2 separate regions of the Triticum aestivum genome follow, and region 1 is linked to region 2. A link is a contact called in public Hi-C data. All regions are on one chromosome and are shown on one strand. Each heading gives the region's core, a stretch centred on a gene start, on an enhancer-like site or on the middle of the called end of the contact. The rest is flanking DNA. Distances are from core to core; before and after follow the strand shown.

Region 1 (5,684 bases), core at 3,008-5,507, 280 kb before region 2:
TTTCACATTTTTAGATAACAGAAATTAAGAGTGCCAGACATCAATCCGCATCCCTCGATCACTATCGAAATGATAACTGAATATGGATATGAAATTGCTTCACACACGATACCAACCCGACGCTGTCATGTATCGTCAGATTTGCTTCTCACGTTCGATCAAAGGACACAGCTCGGGCGAGAAATCGTCGTGTGTATAGCACTTCCCATATGGATGCAATAGAATGGGATAAGAATTTACAGGAAACATGAGCCTCATGTAAACTAAAGGCCTGTTCGGCCCTCCTCCGCTCCACACTCTTGCTTCGGGAGCTGGCGGACCACAAGTCAAAAATCCCGGAGCGGGGGAATAGCTGCTCTGCAGATCCTCAAATTTGGTGGTGCTAGTGGATCACCGAACAGCTCCTAAGTATAAACACAATCCAAGATAATAGGATAATAATCACCAAACACAACTGTCAAACGATTCAGCGAAGCAGTGACTTCCAAGGATGTACTGCCACAGGCTATTGATTTCACTCACGCCTATATGTCTTTATGTGATTGCCAGCGCTTAGCCTTTCTAACTGGCAACTGCAGCCTAGATCCTTGTTCAGCAAAGAGCGACAACAGATGGCATGCCTTGTTGATGAGCAGAGAGAGAAAAATCAACATTTCTGTTATTTAATGAACATGAATCAGCATGACAACCTTATGCAGATGGCATGCCTTGTTGATGAGCAGAGAGGAAAAAAAATCAACATTTCTGTTATTTAATGAAACATGAAAAGGTAGCCAGCATGACAACCTTATGCGCATTCTGTTATGCACAACATTGGTATTTCTGAAGCATTTCCCTTCCTTCACGCCACATTGCAATTTCCCAATCAATCTACTTGTAAATTTATTTGATGGAGTGAATTAATAAACAAGAAAAGGTGGCATAGTAGGTATTCACACGATCAGTTTGCCGGTATGTACATCTTCAAAACTGGATAAGAACACATCCATAATCGAAGATCAGAAATTAACCATGCCATCTTTTTTTTCACTGCATTCAGCTACCATTCATCATCACAGTTACTGGTATGATTGAGCTCCTATTACCCCAGTGTTGGAAGGTGCTTATTGCACCTCCTCTGAAACAACATATCAACCTTTGATGTACATGGAGTAGATTGGCATAGACATATGTAACACAAATAATTCAGTAAATGTTTATATCCCTGACCCCTAACCTGGCCAACTTTACCTTATTCAGTGTGACAACTGTATGCATTCAGCTAAAAATAGATCTTTTGTCACAATTCTTGGCCTGGTTGAGCTATTATCCCTTTGTAATTTGTCACGCCATACTGTTCTTATATTAGTTATATTATTATAACAATTAAGTTATGTTATCAAATTTCATATGATTACATAAGAAAACTTATCAAGTGTCCAGTTGCTTGGAAGCTACTGTACTTAATTGTACCTCTCTGAAATAACATATCAACCTCTGATGTACATGGAATAGATTAGGAATAGGCATATGCAACATAAAATATTTAGTAAATGCTTATATCCTGACCCCTAAACTTCACCTTATTCAGTGTGATGCCTGCTCTAACTTTATTCATATAACAGTGTCCAATCTTAAGCCCCAGTGGCCTACATTGACCATCCTCCAACCTTGACACATTCCTCGCAGCCCCTCCTGCCCTATCGTCCCATCCAACTCCAGAATCATGGTACATGCTAAGTGTCTTACCTATTCTCGCATACACGACTATACAGGAGCACAGAACCATTGGTCCTCTTCATTTGCAATGTTTGACGCAGAAAAGGATATGCACTAAACTTCAGTTTGTCTTTCCTTTTTCTGGACCAACAGGTTTGGAATTAATAGACGATTATTAGAATATGCAAGTAACTTACCGCACCTCTTTCTGAATAACACTGATATGTAACATATGTTTGTGACCTTGCAGGAACAGGAATTGAATTGTTTGCAACCCTTCGCTTCTGCTCGGTTTCTGTCAAGACCAACTTGACTCAGAAGAATGAGAGGGAATAACACGATTTTGTACTAATTTCAAAGATAAGAAAGCCAAGTTGATCTATAGAGTAGATTCAAATTTCAGAGCTTTGTTCAACTGAAACGATCATCAGTAGAGCATGACTTCCTCAGATCTTATTTTGTTTTGATAAAACAGAATGGTAGTATATCGCTGAAGCTGGACATTGGCGAGCCAATGGCCATTCTGCTTTTGATGTGATGGTTATTTGATGAAAGCTGAGATAAGAAGTTACACAACAGCTATAATACTCGTAAGTCTAGCACTCACGAAAGTTCCAATGGTACATTACTTTTTAAGAGATGAGTTAATTACAGATGAAATTTGTAAATTATTATGAATAAAGCATAATTTAACATGAGCACTTGAGCTAGGATAAACATTGATAATGTAGAGAAAGCGAAGTCCACAACTCCCTTTAGACTGTATATATGTATGTAACAACTACAACAAACACAGTAAACGCTAGCATAAAAAATTCTGGATTGCAAAAATGAATAATACTAACACAAAGGGACTAAGGAATACGAATGGCATTTTTCTGCTCAGGTCCCATGCTTAAACATATAAAAGACACATCCTTTTAATCCAAAATTTCTTTGTATTCCTTTCAAGCAAGAGAGCTACCTTTAGAACTACTCCGTATCAGAAGGTACATTTCGAGCCGAGCCCTGTTGGTGGTGCACGAGAGGCTCCATCCCAGGTTTCAACTCCTTGTTGCAGAAGTCATCATACTCTGCCTTATCCCCAGCCTTCTTCTTCACCTCCAACACCAAGAGGCTTGGTGTAAGCTCAAATATCTCAGCCCCAATCGTCAATGGCCCCTTCTCCCCTTCCCTGGTGCCTTCTATGCTTACGCGCCAGTCCTTGCGCCGAATGGAGAAGCTCTTCATCTTGGCAATCTCCTCCAATTTTGTAACAATGGTTTCCATGGGCTGTGCTGAGATGAATCTCACTTCGCTCCCTCGCTCCTCGAACAGCCCTGATAGATCAAATCCCTTGGAGAAGGATATGATATCGAAAGCGTTGAGGCTTGCTGGCCGTGTGAGACGCCCGGCAGGCCGCTGCCGCTCCTCGGACGACAGCGTGGCAGGGCAGGATGCGACGGAGGAATCCGACTCCCACCCTGAGTCATCATCCTCTTGCTGCGGTGGTGGTGGCAGCGGTGGCGGAAGAGGAGGAGGAGGCGGCGGCTCGGTAGGTTCGACGAGACCCAGCTCCTCACTCTCACCGTCCCCTAAGCTGTGCAGCTGATCGTCCTCAACATAGAACCTGACAGGCCGAAATCCCTTCTGAAACCACCTGCTCTGCATGACTTCGGCCATGGTGATCCTTGTCTCCGGGTTGGTGTCGAGAAGGCGATTCAACAGGCTGGTGAGATCTCTGGAGAACCACCTCGGGCAGCGGAATTCCCCTCTGTAAATCTTGCGGTACATGGCCATGAGGTTCTGATCATGGAAAGGGAGGTAGCCGGCCATGAGGACGAAGAGGATGACCCCGCAGGACCATATGTCGGCCTTGGCGCCGTCGTATCCGCGGCGCGCGAGCATCTCGGGCGCGACGTAGGAGGGGGTGCCGCAGAAGGTGTGGAGGAGGCCGTCGGGGTGGAACTGGTCGGCGACGGCGGAGAGGCCGAAGTCGGAGACCTTGAGGTCCCCGCGCTCGTCGACGAGGAGGTTCTCGGGCTTGAGGTCGCGGTGGAAGACGCCGCGCGCGTGGCAGAAGCCGACGGCGGAGATGAGCTGCTGGAAGTAGCGGCGGGCCGTGTCCTCCTTGAGGCGGCCCTTGGCGACGCGCGCGAAGAGCTCGCCGCCGCGGACGAACTCCATGACGAAGTAGATCTTGGACTTGGTGGCCATGACCTCGAAGAGGCGCACGATGTTGGGGTGGCGGACGCGGCGGAGGATGGTGATCTCGCGCTTGATGTGCGGGACGAGGCCGGCACGCAGCGCCTTCTCCTTGTCCAGCACCTTGATGGCGACCGTCTCGCCCGTGTCGGCGTGGCGCGCGTGGTAGACCTTGGCGAAGGTGCCGTGGCCGAGGACGCGGCCCAGCTCGTAGCGGCCGAGCAGGAGGCCGCCGCGCTTGCCGTTGCCGCTGGCGCCGGCGCCGGTGCCGCTGGCGGCGGGCCGGCCAGCGGCGGCGGCGGGACGGCGGGGCTGCGGCGACGGGTCCCGCGACGACGGCGGGGTGGCCGCCATGGGGGGCGGGACGGGCGGAGGCGCGGGGAGGGAGGCGGGTTGCGCGGGGGTGGGCGGAACGGAACGGGACCTATTTGATGCGGTTGGGGGTGGGTATGTCTGGCAGGCTCCGGAGGGCTTTCCTACCTTTTTGTTCCCTTTCTCTTCTGGTTTTTAAATGGTTTCTGCCGTGCGTTTACAGCTCAATGCCAACTTCTTTTTCTAGAGAAGGCAACAGCTCCATGCCAGTGTGTTCCTCCTCAATTCCTTCCCTTTCAGACTCGGAGTGTGGTGAAATTTCTGGGATTTTCTAGGGTTCTGCTGGTTTGGGTGGGGGAAAGACAATTGGGTGACATATAAATTCAAGTCATGTTCAAATACAACCTATTTTTAGACAAAAATGTGGTGGTGTCTGCTCGAATACGTAACTCTCAAATGAAAAAAAGATTAGTCTTTTTGCCAAGCTAACCATCGAAGATGCTAAAATTTCAATGATTTTAGCGGTGGTAAAATTTCACAGGAATCAGAACTAACGATCTTGGCACATCGAGCTTGAGAAATACTTTTGTTTTGGGAAAAAAATATAAGCAGAAGGCTCCCCAGAAAATGCATTCCCCCGCCATACGCAAACTCCATGGAACAGGATCATACAAAAATATGATTGTGTTAATTGTTCAAAATCTATACAAATATGATTAACTTAAAGTTGTACATTATTGAGTATCAAACATACATGTGTCTCACGTAGGCCTAGCTGCCTCCTCCTCAAAGAAAAGCCTAGGGTTTCTCTGTCTTCCGCATGCATGGCTGCCGGTCCGTCTCGTCTTCAGTGGCCTTAGGGCCATGGTGGCGCGAAGAATCAGACCCTTGCCGACGAGAGGGCTCAGTTTTTAGATCTTCCTTTGAGTTTTCTTAGGGTTTGTGTCCTACTCAGGAAGACAAGACTATGTCAGCTCTCTGAAGATGGAATAAGGTTTTCCCCACCAAACCCCCATCCCAGCGTTGTGTCTAGCATCGTCGATAGGCCTGCGGAGGTATTTCGCCGGCTGATTTGTCGTTGGTGGATTTGCTTGGATCTGGTTGTGGTTCGTCTATATTTGTGTGTCTTCAGGTTGGATCCTTTCGATCTACGCTACTCTTCATTGGCGGCGGTTGTTGTTCTGCTACGCTGGTCCTATGGGGCCTTAGTACACGACTTCCGGACTATCTACTACAACAAATTTTGCCCGGCTCCGACGAGGGAGGGGCGATGACGGTGACGCGCCTTCGGCTCGCTTCAGTGCTAATAGTCGTCCATAGATGGTCTACGGATCTGGATGTATTTTTAGTATTTCTAGTGTTCGTTGTGTTGTCATGATTGAAGATGAATAGAACGGAAGTTTTCTCACAAAAACAAAAGAGTATTGAACATATGTGAATTTAGTTATGTGTTGCCACAATTCTAGTCATTACAATTTTTAATCAAGGTT
Region 2 (5,579 bases), core at 2,581-5,080:
TTTCTCAACAACCAGCAAGTCATTCAAGAGCCGGTGAAGCCAATCTGCTTCGACCGTAGCTGTATCTAGTGCTGTGAGTTCTGCTTCCATTGTTGACCTCGCTAAGATGGTCTGCTTGCAAGACTTCCAAGAAACAGCGTCACCTCCATGAGTGAATACATAACCGCTCGTGGCCTTTATCTCATCAGCATCTGAGATCCAGTTTGAGTCACTATACCCTTCAAGCACCTTTGGGTGCCCGGTGTAGTGAATTCCATAATTTGCAGTGCCTTTCAAATAACGCAAAACTCTCTCTAGAGCTTTCCAATGCACATCTCCTGGTTTTGAGACAAACCGACTCAATTTGCTAACAGCAAAAAAGATGTCAGGTCTTGTAGCACTTGCTAAGTACATAAGCGAGCCAATAATCTGAGGATATTTCAATTGATCTCTAGCAATTCTTTGATTCTTTCGAAGTAACACACTCGCATCATATGGTGTTGGAGAGGGCTTGCAGTCACTATAGCCAAAGCGACTCAAGATCTTTTCCACATAGTGAGATTGAAGCAATGTAATCCCACCATCATCGTCTCTCAACAACTTGATGTTCAGAATGACATCAGCCACTCCTAAATCCTTCATCTCAAAACAATGAGATAGGAAATCCTTGACCTCCTTAATAACATTCAGATTTGTTCCGAAAATCAGTATGTCATCAACATACAAGCACAGGATAACTCCCTCGCCCCCACCATGGCGATAGTACACACATTTGTCAGCTTCGTTCACAACAGAGCCTGCAGCTGTTAAAGTTCTTTCAAACTTCTCATGCCACTGTTTGGGTGCTTGCTTAAGTCCGTACAAAGACTTCAGCAACTTGCACACTTTCCCTTCCTCACCATCTAGTACAAACCCATCTGGTTGTTCCATATAAATTTCCTCGTCCAACTCTCCATTTAGGAAAGCAGTCTTAACATCCATTTGATGAACGAGAAGGCCATGCAAGGCAGCTAGTGAAAGTAGAACTGGAATAGTGGTCAGTCGAGCCACAGGTGAGTAAGTATCAAAGAAGTCTTCACCTTCCTTTTGGGTATAACCCTTAGCCACGAGCCGAGCCTTGTACTTCTCAATAGTACCATCAGGCCTAAGCTTCTTCTTAAATACCCATTTGCATCCTATAGGTTTGCACCCATAAGGACAATCAGTTATCTCCCAGGTTTCATTCGCCAAGATGGAATCCATCTCGCTACGAACCGCTTCCTTCCAGTAGTCAGCATCTTCAGATGCATAGGCCTCTGAAATAGAACTGGGAGTGTCATCTATGAGATACACAAGAAAATCATCACCAAAGGACTTTGCAATCCTTCATCTCTTTCTCCTAGTAGGAACTTCATTGTTCTCCTCCACAGGACTTTCAAAGTGTTCTATCGAAATGGTAGGTTTGGTAATTGTAACTGGTTCCTAATTCGATGAACTAGGCATCTCCTGATTAGATGAGGTAGCCATATCCTTCATGGGAAAGATATCTTCAAAGAAAGTCTCATCATTCGACTCCATGATCGTACCGACATGCATGTCAAGTACCTCAGATTTTACAACCAAGAATCTATAGCCAATGCTATGGAAAGCATATCCCAGGAAAACACAATCCACAGTCTTTGGTCCAAGCTTCCGCTTCTTTGAAATTGGAGCATTGACTTTCGCTAAACAACCCCGTGTTCGCAGATAAGAGAGTTTTAACCTTTTCTTCTCCCATTCCTCGAATGGAGTTATCTCTTTGTTCTTTGTGGGGACTCGGTTCAGGACATGACATGCTGTCAATATCGCCTCCCCCCACCATGCCTTGGAGAGACCCGATGTATCTAACATGGCGTTAACCAAATCAGTTAGAGTACGGTTCTTTCTTTCGGCCACCCCATTTGACTGAGGTGAGTAGGGAGGAGTCCTCTCATGGATTATACCATGTTCTGCACAAAAAGCATCAAACTCATTGGAAAAATACTCTCCACCACGGTCGGACCTAAGCCTCTTGATTTTTGATCAAGTTGGTTTTCCACTTCAGCTTTATAGATCTTGAAAAAGTTCAAAGCCTCATCCTTAGATTTCAGAAGATACACACGGCAGTATCTAGTGGAGTCATCAATTAACGTCATGAAATATTTCTTTCCACCTTTTGTCAACACACCATTCATTTCACATAGATCTGAATGTATGAGCTCTAGTGGTACAAGGTTTCTTATTTCCGCAGTCGTGTGAGACTTACGAGGTTGCTTAGCTTGCACACACACTTGACACTTAGATCCCTTGACGGTGGTGAAACTAGGGATTAAGTTCAACTTCGCTAGTCGCGGCATGCAACCAAAGTTAACATGACAAAGACGTGAATGCCACACATTGGATTCACTATTGTTGCAAATATGATTAACAACTTTATTGCAAACGTCTGATAAGGATAAACGAAACAAGCCTCCTGACTCATAGCCTTTACCAACAAAGGTTCCATACTTGGATATTACAAATTTATTCGACTCAAAGACAGGCTTGTAGCCATCTCTACACAGAAGAGATCCGCTAACAAGATTTTTATTGACGGAGGGGACATAATGCACGTTCTTCAGCCGCACGATCTTCCCCAAAGTAAACTTCAGATCGACCATGCCAACACCACGAACAGAAGCACTTGAACTGTTGCCCATCAGCACGGTTGAAGTCCCTACGGTCTGATAAGATGAAAACATGGAAATATCACTGCATACATGCACATTAGCACCCGTGTCAATCAACCAGTCAGGAGAATAACATACTGAAAGAATAGTGGGAAATATACCATACCCAGCATCCTTCATGTCAGTGTCTCCAATGACAACATTAGCGGTCTTGCCGCCTTTCCCAGGATGACGCTTGTCAAAGTGATTAGGGCAACTAGGAGCCCAATGATCAGGATCCCCACACACATGACAAGCACCTTTCTTCTTGCCATTCTTCTTCTTGAAGTTCGTGTGTTGCACAGCCTTGTTCTTCCCATCAAACTTTGCTTTTCCATCAAACTTGCCCTTGTTCTTTAACTTGTGGGGCTGAAAGTTCTGCTTCTGTACCACATTGGCACTAGATCCTTCCTCAATACCTCGAGCACGTGTGTCCTTTGCTCTCGCCTTTTCTTCCACATCAAGAGTGCCAATGAGATCTAGGACGGAAAACTCCTGCCTCTTATGCTTCAGCAAGGTAGCAAAGTTCCTCCATGAAGGAGGAAGCTTAGTGATGATACCTCCGGCAACAAACTTGTCCGGTAGCATACAACTGAAGTGCTCAAGTTCTCTAGCAAATGACTGTATCTCATGAGCTTGCTCAACCACGGAGCGCTCTTCAGTCATCCTGTAATCATAGAATTGCTCCATGATGTACAACTCAGTGCCAGCATCCGAGACCCCAAACTTGGCCTCGAGTGCATCCCACATATCTTTTCCATTATCAATTGACGCATAAGCATCAACTATGTTCTCACCAAGAACACTCAAGAGAGCAGCCTTAAACAGAGTATCCATTTTCTGAAAAGCTTGTGCCTGTTGAGGATCAAGCTCTCCTTCAGGTTTGCCGAGAGTGGCGTCATAGCAACTCATGGTTTGAAACCATAAGACTGCTCTCACGCGCCACCTCTTATAGTGGATACCCTCAAACATAGGAGGTCGGCTCATTCCCGCAACCCGCGGCGCGGCGCGTCGTGACGAGGCGTGGCGAGACGGGCGGCGAAGGAGCGCGCGTGGATATCCCTCTTATTCTCATGCTCGTACACACCCGCGCGAGCACTTTTTACCACCCGCCACCCGGCCGGCCGTGGAGTGGATGGATCGACCGGCGGGCGCCACTCCACACCCCACTCGCCAGAACGGAAACGAAAAAAGGAAACGGAAAACCACCCAAATGATCCGCCCACTCTCTCTTCCCCTCCTCCTCCTCCGCTGTCCCGCCCCCGCACGCCTCTCGCGCCCGCCGCCTCCTCCCCCACCCCCTCCCCAAGGTAACCGCCATCATCTCCTCGATCCCCACGATCCCAGCCTTATCTCCATGACCTTCTTCTACAACTAGATCTCCCTCTCCCTCTTCCAGGAGCACAGGCCCCAGGGAACTGCCGTCTTCTCCGCGCCCACGGCAGGCCGCAGAGGCACCGCCGCCGACCCCGCTCCTCCTCCGGCGCCAGCGCCAGCCTCTCCGTCTCCGGCCCGGAGATGGATCCCGCCGCGCGGAAGGATCTGTACCCGCACGTCGAGCCCTTCGACACCGGCCGCCTCAGGGTCTCCGACGTCCACACCATCTACTACGAGCAGTCCGGGAACCCCGGGGGCCACGTGAGCGCCACCACCAACCCCCCTGCCCCGGCGCCAATGCGCCCCTCCCCCTCCCCCTCCTCCTCCACTGTTCCTTGTTGTCTGACAAAACCAGGCTGAGTTTTGTTCTATCCGCAGCCCGTCGTCTTCCTCCACGGGGGTCCTGGGGCCGGCACGTCGCCGGGCAACCGCAGGTTCTTCGACCCGGAGTTCTACAGGATCGTGCTGTTCGACCAGGTTAGTGTCGATCCCCTCTTATCTCTGTTTACCCGTGTTCTGGGGAGATCCGACTGCGGTGCCGGTGCTTAATTTGCGTTTGTGTTTGACTGCAGAGAGGCGCCGGCAAGAGCACTCCCCATGCTTGTCTAGAGGAGAACACCACCTGGGACCTGGTGGCTGACATCGAGAAGCTCAGGCAGCACCTCGACATTCCAGAGTGGCAGGCAATTGCAATTACATCTTCTTCTCAGGAATTTGTTTGCTTGTATGGCTATCATTCAGTAAATAAATTCACTAGTTATGGGGGATAATGTAGGTGTTCGGCGGTTCATGGGGAAGCACCTTGGCCCTCGCCTACAGCCAGACTCACCCTGATAAGGTCAGTAATTTACTGTCTGCCGCATTCTCGTGTGAGCCTGAATTTAGGAGCAAAAAGAGTTAGTATACTGTAGGCTCTGCTAATACTATCCCTGATGGTTTACAGGTCACTGGCATTGTTTTAAGAGGCATTTTCTTGCTTAGGAAAAAGGAGCTTGAGGCTCTGCTAATACTATCCCTGATGGTTTACAGGTCACTGGCATTGTTTTAAGAGGCATTTTCTTGCTTAGGAAAAAGGAGCTTGATTGGTTCTACGAGGGCGGTGCAGCAGCTGTTTTCCCAGATGGTATGTTGTGCTATGATAATGATTATGAAGAAAACTTGGTTAAATGTTAGCAGGCAATTGAAAAATTACATGTAGTTCTGTTCATTATGTCCATTAGAGCAATTCCACTCAAAGAGTTGAAGTTGTCCAAAATAGTACTGAAAGAATTGAAGAGCAGGCAGCCTTTTTAGCCAAAGCCACTCATGTTTTCTTCTGAAACACAAACATTGTATTTTGCAGTATGCAGTTGTTGTGCGAATAGATTTGCTTACTTTAATTTTAATATGCAGCATGGGAACCATTTAGAGATTTTATTCCTGAGGACGAAAGGAATTGTTTCATAGCTGCTTACAGCAAAAGGCTAACTTCCTCTGATGCTGATGTCCAGGTAGACTCATCTATCTATGTTATGCTAT

What was found. Hi-C and Micro-C count contacts between places; a contact is called where the count stands out from the background.
Region 1: a contact with region 2 is called in a Hi-C map of leaf, with 4 times the contacts expected there. The contact joins the promoter of LOC123062858 here to the promoter of LOC123062853 in region 2. A contact is called at or near these places in 2 of 5 Hi-C or Micro-C datasets (both in leaf).

What each region holds. Positions count from the first base shown.
Region 1 is chr1A:523,345,939-523,351,622 of IWGSC CS RefSeq v2.1, reverse strand. LOC123062858 (CBL-interacting protein kinase 19) reads right to left here and starts at 4,257. Exons shown (of 3, transcript XR_006429926.1): 1 at 2,663-4,257; 2 at 1,901-1,993.
Region 2 is chr1A:523,066,139-523,071,717 of IWGSC CS RefSeq v2.1, reverse strand. It overlaps LOC123062853 (proline iminopeptidase), which reads left to right and starts at 3,830. Exons shown (of 11, transcript XM_044486533.1): 1 at 3,830-3,994; 2 at 4,084-4,322; 3 at 4,440-4,538; 4 at 4,634-4,744; 5 at 4,837-4,899; 6 at 5,091-5,184; 7 at 5,454-5,551. The coding sequence starts at 3,898.